Linked DNA regions of Zea mays: region 1 is linked to region 2. A link is a contact called in public Hi-C data. All regions are on one chromosome and are shown on one strand. Each heading gives the region's core, a stretch centred on a gene start, on an enhancer-like site or on the middle of the called end of the contact. The rest is flanking DNA. Distances are from core to core; before and after follow the strand shown. Region 1 holds the start of LOC541964 (histone H1-like protein). Region 2 holds the start of LOC100282387 (40S ribosomal protein S15).

Region 1 (4,395 bases), core at 1,770-4,269, 180 kb before region 2:
ATACAAGCTTGGTTACTAAGCATCCGATGGACCTCATGACTAGAGGTGATAATGGATCATGATCTAAATGATTCTTCATAAAATGTTATGGCCTTAAATAAAATTTATTTTAAAATGAATAGAAATAAGGTTCGATCTTAACCTGATTCGATCATTAAATCTTATAGTGTAAAATTTAGAGCTCATTGTCATCTCTAGCCATGACCCCATCCTGGCTTCGGTCTCATGTCGTCAGCCTCTTCTGATCCAACGCCTGTTGACCTGCTTCACCTACCCTGAAGAAAGGCTCAAAGCATGGTAAGCCTCTCAATCAAAAGTTAGACGTAGCAGCCAACTCCATGAACTGAATAAGGGCTTTAATCCAACATCTTTGCAAAGACAGAAAATGTGTTGGTTATGTCACTAAGCCACCTTTGGTCTCTTACTTTGTAGTTTAGGAGCTTAGCATCACCTTCTGCAATCTTTACCCTCTGGGCCCTAATGGAGCAACAGAGCTTATGGCCAAGCCAGCCAAGAAAAGGGTGGTGGGCCATAACAAAGGATCAGGAAAATGCAGATGGCAAGGGCCTAGAAGAGAAGCCAGAGAATGGTCCAGAAGCCTGGCACCACACATCGGTTATGCTCTTTGTTGTCTAAAGAGATTCTGTCTTGCCATTAACTTTTGTCATGAACAATAGATATTATTGGAAAGTCTTTAGCTGGCACCAATTCAGACAAGAAATAGAATTCTAACAGAAATTTTATTATGTGTAGATTTTTATCATGTTTATTTGTTTGCAAGAGACCAAGCGTGATCGGTTTGATCTCGATTTTATTTGCAAATTTTGCTCGCCCCCCTCTTTTGATCGTTTTGAGTTTATTCTTCTGTGGACGACTCGGGTGGATCCATTGTTATTGGAAAAGTTGCTATTCTGAGGAAAAGCTCATTTTCAAAAAATATATATATGCTGCTTCTTTAGAGTTCTATTCTTTGCATAATGGTGTTGTTTTGGATCCTAACAAATGTGAATGCCCCCTGTTCTCCGGTCGGTAAAAGAAAATGTCTTCTCTGGTTCAAAAATATTCAGATGGGCATTCAAAAAAAATGATTCAGATGTCGGGTTGAATTGACTAGTTGATCACGGGAGATTTTAATCTTCATAAAATCCCAGAGGATCAAAACAAGCTGGAGTTGATTATACTGAAATGTCTCTGTTCAATGATGCTATCAGTTATCTGAGCTTGGTTGAGCTACCTCTAAAATGGAGGTGATTTACATGGACTGATAAATAGTAGATACCTCTTCTTGAGCATTTTGGATTTGGATTGGTTCTTCGCATTTGGCTAGTTGGACAGTTTCTTATCCGACCTCAGATGTTGCTACGCTAAGCATGGAGACATCAGATCATGTGTCATGTCTTGTTTCTATAGGCACCTCAATACTGAAGGGACAGGTTTTTCATTTCGAAAAATAATGGTTAGAGCATGAAAGACTTTATATCGTAGGTTTAGGTTTAGGATGATTGGTTGATGGATTCTCAGCACTTCGAATGCAGCAAAGAATCTCACTACTGAATTTTTTACTTAGAAACTCTGATGCAGTTGACAATGAAACCGAAATGAGTCTCCTGCTATTCATTGTCCAGGGTAATCAATCTAACAATTGAACAAACAGAATCACATGAAAAGCAGAAACCAGAAGTCCGAACTTAATGCAATGCCAGGATTCTTCTAAATCCAACAAAATCAACCGATCCAACAATTTAAAAAACAGAAATCCAAACCAGATGCAACCAAAAAAATATTGACAACAATAAGCCAACAACCCGGGGATCATAGGATAGCAAAATACTATTATAGCTTAGCTTGTTCATAGAGACTGGAGGAGCATGACGGCTGATCACACGCGATCAACTATCCCAAGTTTTTACAGGCACAGAACTACCACCGACACTCATGCTGGAGCTACCGACGAATCTAGAGCTACTGACAATATTACGATTGGATCAAAATCCATGAAAGAGGGGAATCTATAGGCGGAATTGAGGGGGGGATCTCGCCAGCGACAAGGCAGGCAGACTACTTCTTGGCCTTCCTGGCCACGCCCTTCCTGGCCGGGGCGGCAGCAGCAGCAGCCTTCTTCGGGGTTGCCACCTTCTTAGGAGCCGCCGCTGCCTTTCCCTTCTTGGCAGGAGCAGCCGCCTTCTTGGCTGCCTTGGCGGGGGAGGCCTTGGCGGAGGTCTTGGCGACCTTGGGAGGGCGCCCGCGGGGCTTGGGCGACGCGGCGGCAGGAGCGACAGGCTTGGCCTTGGCCTTGGCCTTGGGTTTGGGCGACGCCGCCTTGGGCTTCGCAGCGGTCTTGGCCTTCGCCTTCGGCGAGGGCTTGGGCTTGGGCGCGGCCTTGGGTGCCTTGGGCTTGGCGGCCTTGGGCTTGGCGTCGGTGGCCGGCAGCTTGAAGGAGTTCTTCACCCTCGTCAGCTTGCCGGCGGCAGCGAGCTTCTTCAGCTGCACAGTGAGCTGCTTGCGGAAGTTGGTGGGGAGCTTGCCGCCATGCTTCCCCTCGACGTACTTGCTGATGGCCACCGAGCTCGACCCCTTCCTCTCCTTGAGGGCAGCGATCGCCTCTACAATCATCTGCAGCCAGACAGACCCAACAGGTTGCGTCTCAGATTCAATATCGAATTCGCGGACATGAACAGAACAGAGCGACAGAATCAATCCAACAGATTCCATAAGAGGAGACGATCCTAACGAAGCAACGAATCGGCTAGATCGCAACGGACTAAACCTCACCTCAGCGTAGGGAGGGTGCGCCGCCGGCTTCTTCGCCGCGGAAAGCTTCTTCTCCTTAGGCGCCTTCTTCTCCTTGGGCGCCTTCTTCGCCTTGGGCGCCTCGGCCACCTGGGCCGCCGGGACCTCCGCTGGCACCTCGGTCACCGGGACCTCAGCCACAACAGCCTCCTCCGTCGACATTGCGGATCACTACTACTCTCCCCAACCCTCTCCGGAACTACACTACACTACGCTGTTGTCGGCGGCGGAGGCGGTGGGTGATGACTGATGAGACAGGGAAGTGACGAGGAGGGCGTTTAAATAGCGGAGGCGGGTGGAAAGGCTCAGGGACGTAGCGCCGCGCTGCGATTGGCCGAGCGGGTTCGCACGCGGATCGCTGCCGCGCCGCGCCCAGATCCAACGGGCGGGGGGGACGCTCGCCCAGGCCCGTGGCTCGGGGGGGGGGGCGCTGGCGCGCGGCCCTGCTCCTGGGTGGACGCCACTAGCCTGTTGCATCTGTGCTTCTCCCCCGGATCCCCGAGCTCCTCTCTCGCGACGTGATCCACCGTTCGCCTTGAAACTCTCTGCGTTTGTAGGTCACTAAACTAGCTTTCAAATGCGGGTGGTCTCGTCTGATTTGGTCGAGAATTCAGGGAGAAATCGGGAGTTCGGTGAGGGCAGGTCTGCTTCGGGGGAATCTCCGTGCAGGTGTGCTTCTCCTCCGACTTTGGGGCGCCAGTTCTCCCGGCACGGCCAGCCGTTTCGGGCGAAATTTGGTGCGGGCATGGACCCCGAAACTGTCTTTCGAACGGGAGTGGTCGCGTTCGATTTGGTTCGGAATCGAGCGAGAGATTGCCGATCGAGTGGTGGCTGGTCCGGTGCGGCTGTCACGGTACAGCGTCAGTGTGCAACGGGCTCGTTTTTGCCGTGTACCGCAGCACATAGAGTGTGGTGGGTTCAGTTATGCACAGCTAACCAAAAAAAAAGGGTAGATCGAGGCCTGTCACGTATAGCATCTAGACACCGTTGTCAGGATCAAAGAAGTGGGATACTAGTGGCTTGTGCATTCAGCACGAAGGCAGAATAGTGATTGGGTTCTGTGAAGCATTGGATTTCACCTAGCTAGATCCCCCCCTTTTTTCCCCAATCATAAATGGATAATGGCAGCGTGAATTTAAATCGAAAACTGGTGCAAATGCAGAATGAAGATTACAAGAACTTCGTTCAAAAAGAGTTTCTTACTTTGGTCATGCTTGGCGAAGAGAGCGGGTTTTCATGGCAAAGCTGGCATTCCCTGCTCCTCATTGGATGCTCTCGTGTAACCATCATCTTTGAATCCTGCTTATTACTCCTGCCAAAGACGAGAATTTTCACCTAATTAGCATTTAGCAACAACGAATGTGGCATCGGCACACAAGTATATACTTTGTTAATGCGAGATCAAAGTAATGTTCAGATGTAAAAAAGAAAAAGAAATAAAGAAAAGCATCCATATTCCTTTCTAGAATGCTCGAGTCGAGTGAGTGATTAACCGGGCACATGGATATAGAATGTCGAAAGACCTTTTTAAATTGCTATACAAGCATGTTAGGTTCTGATGAAGTATGTAGTGCTCGTCAAAATAGGAGTCAATACTATTTCAAA
Region 2 (4,812 bases), core at 243-2,742:
CCTTCGGAGACAACTGGCCGAAGCTAAGGAGAACTGCGCGCTCGCACATGCAAATCAAGAAATCAGTGAATATTGGAAAAATAAGCTAGAGAAAAATGTTGAAGAACTTCGCGAATCCAAGGAGAGGTGCTTTAAAAAATCCTTGAATTGCGTGAAGAAATTAAAAACTAGCTTCGCCAAAGTGGGCGCCTTCTCTGCTGAAGAAAACTTCATACGAGGCGACCCCGAGGGCGTTGTTGAATGGATAAGTGGAGAAGCCGAAGCCTTCGAGGAAATTTTGAGTGATCGCGGGAATATTTGCGCGTTTTCCGGTGCGCGGGGAATCTCAGCTATTCTGGAGAAGGCCGGATGTGATCATATTAAGGCTATAGCCCAGGCCGAAGCTGCCTTCTCCATAGACGATACGAAGGATCCTTCAGTTGAAGCAACTTTAATGGGCTGGAAATTTTATAATGATGTCTGGGTGAATGGTGGCCGAGAGCTGGCCCATGAGATTATAAAAAAGAGTGAAAAAGACGCCCACAATGTCCGGACAGAAGCAAAGCGAGCTAAAGAAGCTGCAGAACGCGAAAGGCGTATTGATATTATTCTTTGATTATTTAGCTTCAGTACTTGCTTTGTGGCTTCGAACTAATCTGTTTACCTACTTCAACTGAACTATCCCCGCCTCCGGAGCCGTACGATCCCCTAGCTGATCCAGAGATGAAGGAATTTTATTTCGAATGTATTTATAAAAGGCACTTCGTTGCAATCCTAATGACTGATATTTTGTAGATTCTTATGCCATGGAAATTGAACGGATGCTACGCACTTTTCGTAATCGATCATGGTAAGAAGCACGTAACTTTTATAGACTTTACACCACTCAAGATTGGTGCAAACTCATGTCATACAAGAGGTTTGCGGAAGCAATTATTATGGCCTCAAAGAAATATAAGATTGCCTACAACAAGAAACGTTCTGGATGGGCAGATGATATTTTTAAGTGGGAACATACAATTCGGTCTGGTGTTCCAATTGACTTGAAAGGATATTTTCTCAATACCACGTTTTCAACAGTTTAATTTTTTTCTATGATAACTATTGTATATAATATAGTTGATCAAACATTATTCTATAGGGTTAATACCAACTACTTCGTTCTACAAGCTATGGTCATGTGGAGGAATGATAAACAAATGGAATTTGATAGGGTGAGTGGAGTACGTTTGTTTCATGTTCAAACATACATTTCAGTTACATAACCCCCGAGCGGGGACGGGGATGGGGAAATTTCTCCCCCGTCGAAGCTAACGGGGACGGGTATTTTCTTACCCCAGATAGGTATGAGAAGATACCCCGACGGGGAAATCCCCATTGCCATCTCTAATTTCAGCATACTCTCGTTGCAACGCACGGACATACTACGAATCCAATTACTTGAGGTACTAATTTTAAGAAGCCCATGGGAATACTCTCGTTTCAAAAAGAACTCCTTCCACGCCCAGCCATCTCTAAACCCTACCCACAGCCACCGCCGCCGCCGCCGCTCCCTGACCCCTAGTGTCCGGATTTAACTTCAAACATGGTGAGATCACCGTCAAAACTGCATAGATCTCTCCAAGATCCAGCTCGTCCATAAGATTCGCGTAAGGACTAATTCGTGTTGCGCAGGCGGACGTCGATGTCGAGCCGGAGGTCGCCGCCGGTGCTCCCAAGAAGAGGACGTTCCGCAAGTACAGCTACCGCGGCGTCGACCTCGATGCGCTGCTTGACATGTCCACCGACGACCTCGTTCAGCTCTTCCCAGCGCGCGCCAGGAGAAGGTACATTTCGTGCTGCGATTTGCTTGTTTCCGAGGGATTTTGGTTTGCAGAGATCATGTGATGTGTCTGTTTCGGTAGGTTCCAGAGGGGTTTGAAGAGGAAGCCCATGGCGCTCATCAAGAAGCTGCGCAAGGCGGTCAGTTTTCAACCGCTAAATCTTCATTACCTCTTTTTGTTTGTGTTTTAATGTGGTCCGATCTAAATAATTGCGTGGATCTGTTATGCTCTAATGATTTTATGATGCTTATTAGATTATTCAAGTACTTTTTCCCCATGCCTATATCTTTCGTATTTATCTAGAAATTTAATTGAAATTAGAAATGTGTCTGTTCGAATGAGTTAAGTGTGTGTTTTCTGAATTTTTGATATGTATAATTCTGGCGCAGCATGCTTGTGTTGTCAACTTGATTTCACACGTTGTACTCGAGCAAATTCTATTGGCTATGTTATAGATTTTCTATTTGCTCGTAGTGTTACGTTTACTGTAAATTTGCACTTGGAAGGGTATGCAGTTGATTGAACCCGAAAGTTGGTTTTCTTGGTGGTGGAGCTTGGGCATTTTGGGAGTGGGGGGGGGGGTCATATTATAAAGGAAATTCATTAGCAATTGCGAATATGATAAACTCATGCGCCCCTAGGTTTTCTGATAACTTATCCTGTAGCTTGAATGTGTAGCGAATAAGGTTGCTAGCACTGTGTGATTATGTATCGTGAACCTTATTAGTCTAGCACTGAGTGTTTACTGTAATTTTATAGAGCTCTTATGTCATTTATTCTGTTGGTTTTTAACTGGGATTATAGACAAACAAGCTTTTTTAATTAAAAAGTTGCAAGTAACTAACTTTTGAATTGTTTACTGTATGGTGCATAGTTTCATTTGTTCGTTATGCAACCTGCCGTCTTACAACCTGCCTTGCCCCAATTAACAGTATTGTTGTGTATGTTGAAGACTTGGGTGATGGTAAACCAAAATTTCTATCCTGAATGTACAGTATCTTTTTTTTTGCTGCAGTTCTGTTCTGTGCCAGTAAGGCATGGACGATGCAAGATTCTGTGTTGATTTATCTTATGGCATGTGTGGAAGTTTATATTTACTTGTACCTGATGCACTATTTCCTCACTAGTTATCTCCCTGCTGTGAACAGAAAAAGGATGCTCCTGTCGGCGAGAAGCCAGAGCCAGTGAAGACCCATCTCCGCAACATGATCATTGTCCCCGAGATGATTGGGAGCATTGTTGGTGTCTACAATGGCAAGACCTTCAACCAGGTTGAGATCAAGCCTGAGATGATTGGCCACTATCTTGCAGAGTTCTCCATTTCCTACAAGCCGGTCAAGCACGGGAGGCCCGGTATTGGTGCCACTCACTCCTCGCGGTTTATCCCTCTGAAATGAGTTGTTACCCAGATCTGTAGCGTCCCAAGGGTGTCCAGTGGCATTGCCCTTTCAGCTTTGCTGCTTGTTTCGAACAAGTTACATACCCAAGACATTTTGTTCTGTTTCCAGCACTAGATTTCAAAGCTAAGCATTGCATAACTATGCTGTTTTGTTGGAAGTATGTGAGTATAATCTTATCTAATATGTGATGTTACGTTCTTTGTTGTTTCCTTGATTTTGGGTTGCTTATTTCTGAAATTCTGAAGATGAGGCTTACAACTCTGGTGTTTGCTGTTAGTGGTTTCATTGGATTTAAATTTGAAGATGTCAATTTATTGGGCGCTCGTTTTTTTTTCATTTACGAGGAATTGTAATTTACTCAATAAAGTAGACTATTTGGCTTGAAATTTGATATTCCATCACTTTCCAAAGCTCAGATATAAAGCTCAGATATAAGACTAGGTCAGATTCATGGAGTTGAGCATGAGAATTAATTTTTAGAGTGTTTGGTTTGGATAATAGGTTAGCTATCATCTTCTCACTCTTTTTTTTTTGTGTAATAGAATGAGTTGATTTGTCATCACCTCATTCTTAGTTAGTTAGTACTAACACGAGTAATGAGGTCATTCTAAGAAATTTGAGGAATTAACTTATGATAGACCATCTGTGGAGTGATTCCTCAAACAAACACCCCTTCACGAGTAATGAGGTCATTCTAACAAATTTGAGGAATGAACTTAGATAAGCTATCTCATCTTAGGTGGAGTGATTTCTTAAACCAAACACCCCTTCACGAGTAATGAGGTCATTTCAACAAATTTGAGGAATAAACTTATGATAAGCTAACTATTTCATCTTAGGTGGAGTGATTTCTCAAACCAAACACCCGTTGATGTATCAGTGGATTATGTTTTTATATATTGGCCGAGTATATTTCTACTCTACAACTTAAAAGACATTCTTTGGCTTATTCCTCTACCGTAAAAATAGAGCACATAAATATCTCGAACATATTGTTAAGCTAATATATTTCACAAAACAATATTAGCATAATTGATCTTTGCCTAAATTGGTATTATTAGAAAGGAAATCAATTCTAAGAATCCAAGTGGACGAAAGTTTTTAAGGACGACTAGAAAATATATGCCAATCTCTTAAATAGCTGTAGAACGTTTATTTATCTATATTCATTTGGAAAATCACAAGACTAAAAATAGAGTTCGAAAATTATAGTTGACGTTTTATAGTTTTGGTTGCTTATCTTTAGAGGAAGCCGATAGCGTAAGTTTTTCACGGCTTAGTTTTCGTTCCATTTGCTTTTAGAATCATTCTTGCGATAAATGTGGTCTAATCTTCCGGTAAATATAGTCCAATCGATAAATATGGTCCAAACTTTTTATATTGATAAATAAGCTAACTTTGATTTCTTAACAATTCGACGTTTACGACTGTCTTCAAATCAGGACTGATTCACACGGCCACACTCACAATTATCCCTACAACCATTATGCCGTTGTTCCAATGGTTATCAGCCACACCATCACAATTGGCCTTAATTTTCCTGCAAACGAATTAAGAATGGGATAAATATAATCTAAAATTACTTGCATTTCCTGCAAACGAATTAAGAA

What was found. Hi-C and Micro-C count contacts between places; a contact is called where the count stands out from the background.
Region 1: a contact with region 2 is called in a Hi-C map of tassel, with 3 times the contacts expected there. The contact joins the promoter of LOC541964 here to the promoter of LOC100282387 in region 2. A contact is called at or near these places in 4 of 25 Hi-C or Micro-C datasets (ear, endosperm, leaf and 1 more).

The regions. Positions count from the first base shown.
Region 1 is chr7:11,632,461-11,636,855 of Zm-B73-REFERENCE-NAM-5.0, reverse strand. It overlaps LOC541964 (histone H1-like protein), which reads right to left and starts at 3,019. Exons shown (of 2, transcript NM_001111618.2): 1 at 2,773-3,019; 2 at 1,816-2,613. The coding sequence starts at 2,952. The coding sequence ends at 2,059.
Region 2 is chr7:11,452,939-11,457,750 of Zm-B73-REFERENCE-NAM-5.0, reverse strand. LOC100282387 (40S ribosomal protein S15) reads left to right here and starts at 1,492. Exons shown (of 4, transcript NM_001155298.2): 1 at 1,492-1,567; 2 at 1,654-1,805; 3 at 1,884-1,941; 4 at 2,951-3,415. The coding sequence starts at 1,565. The coding sequence ends at 3,199.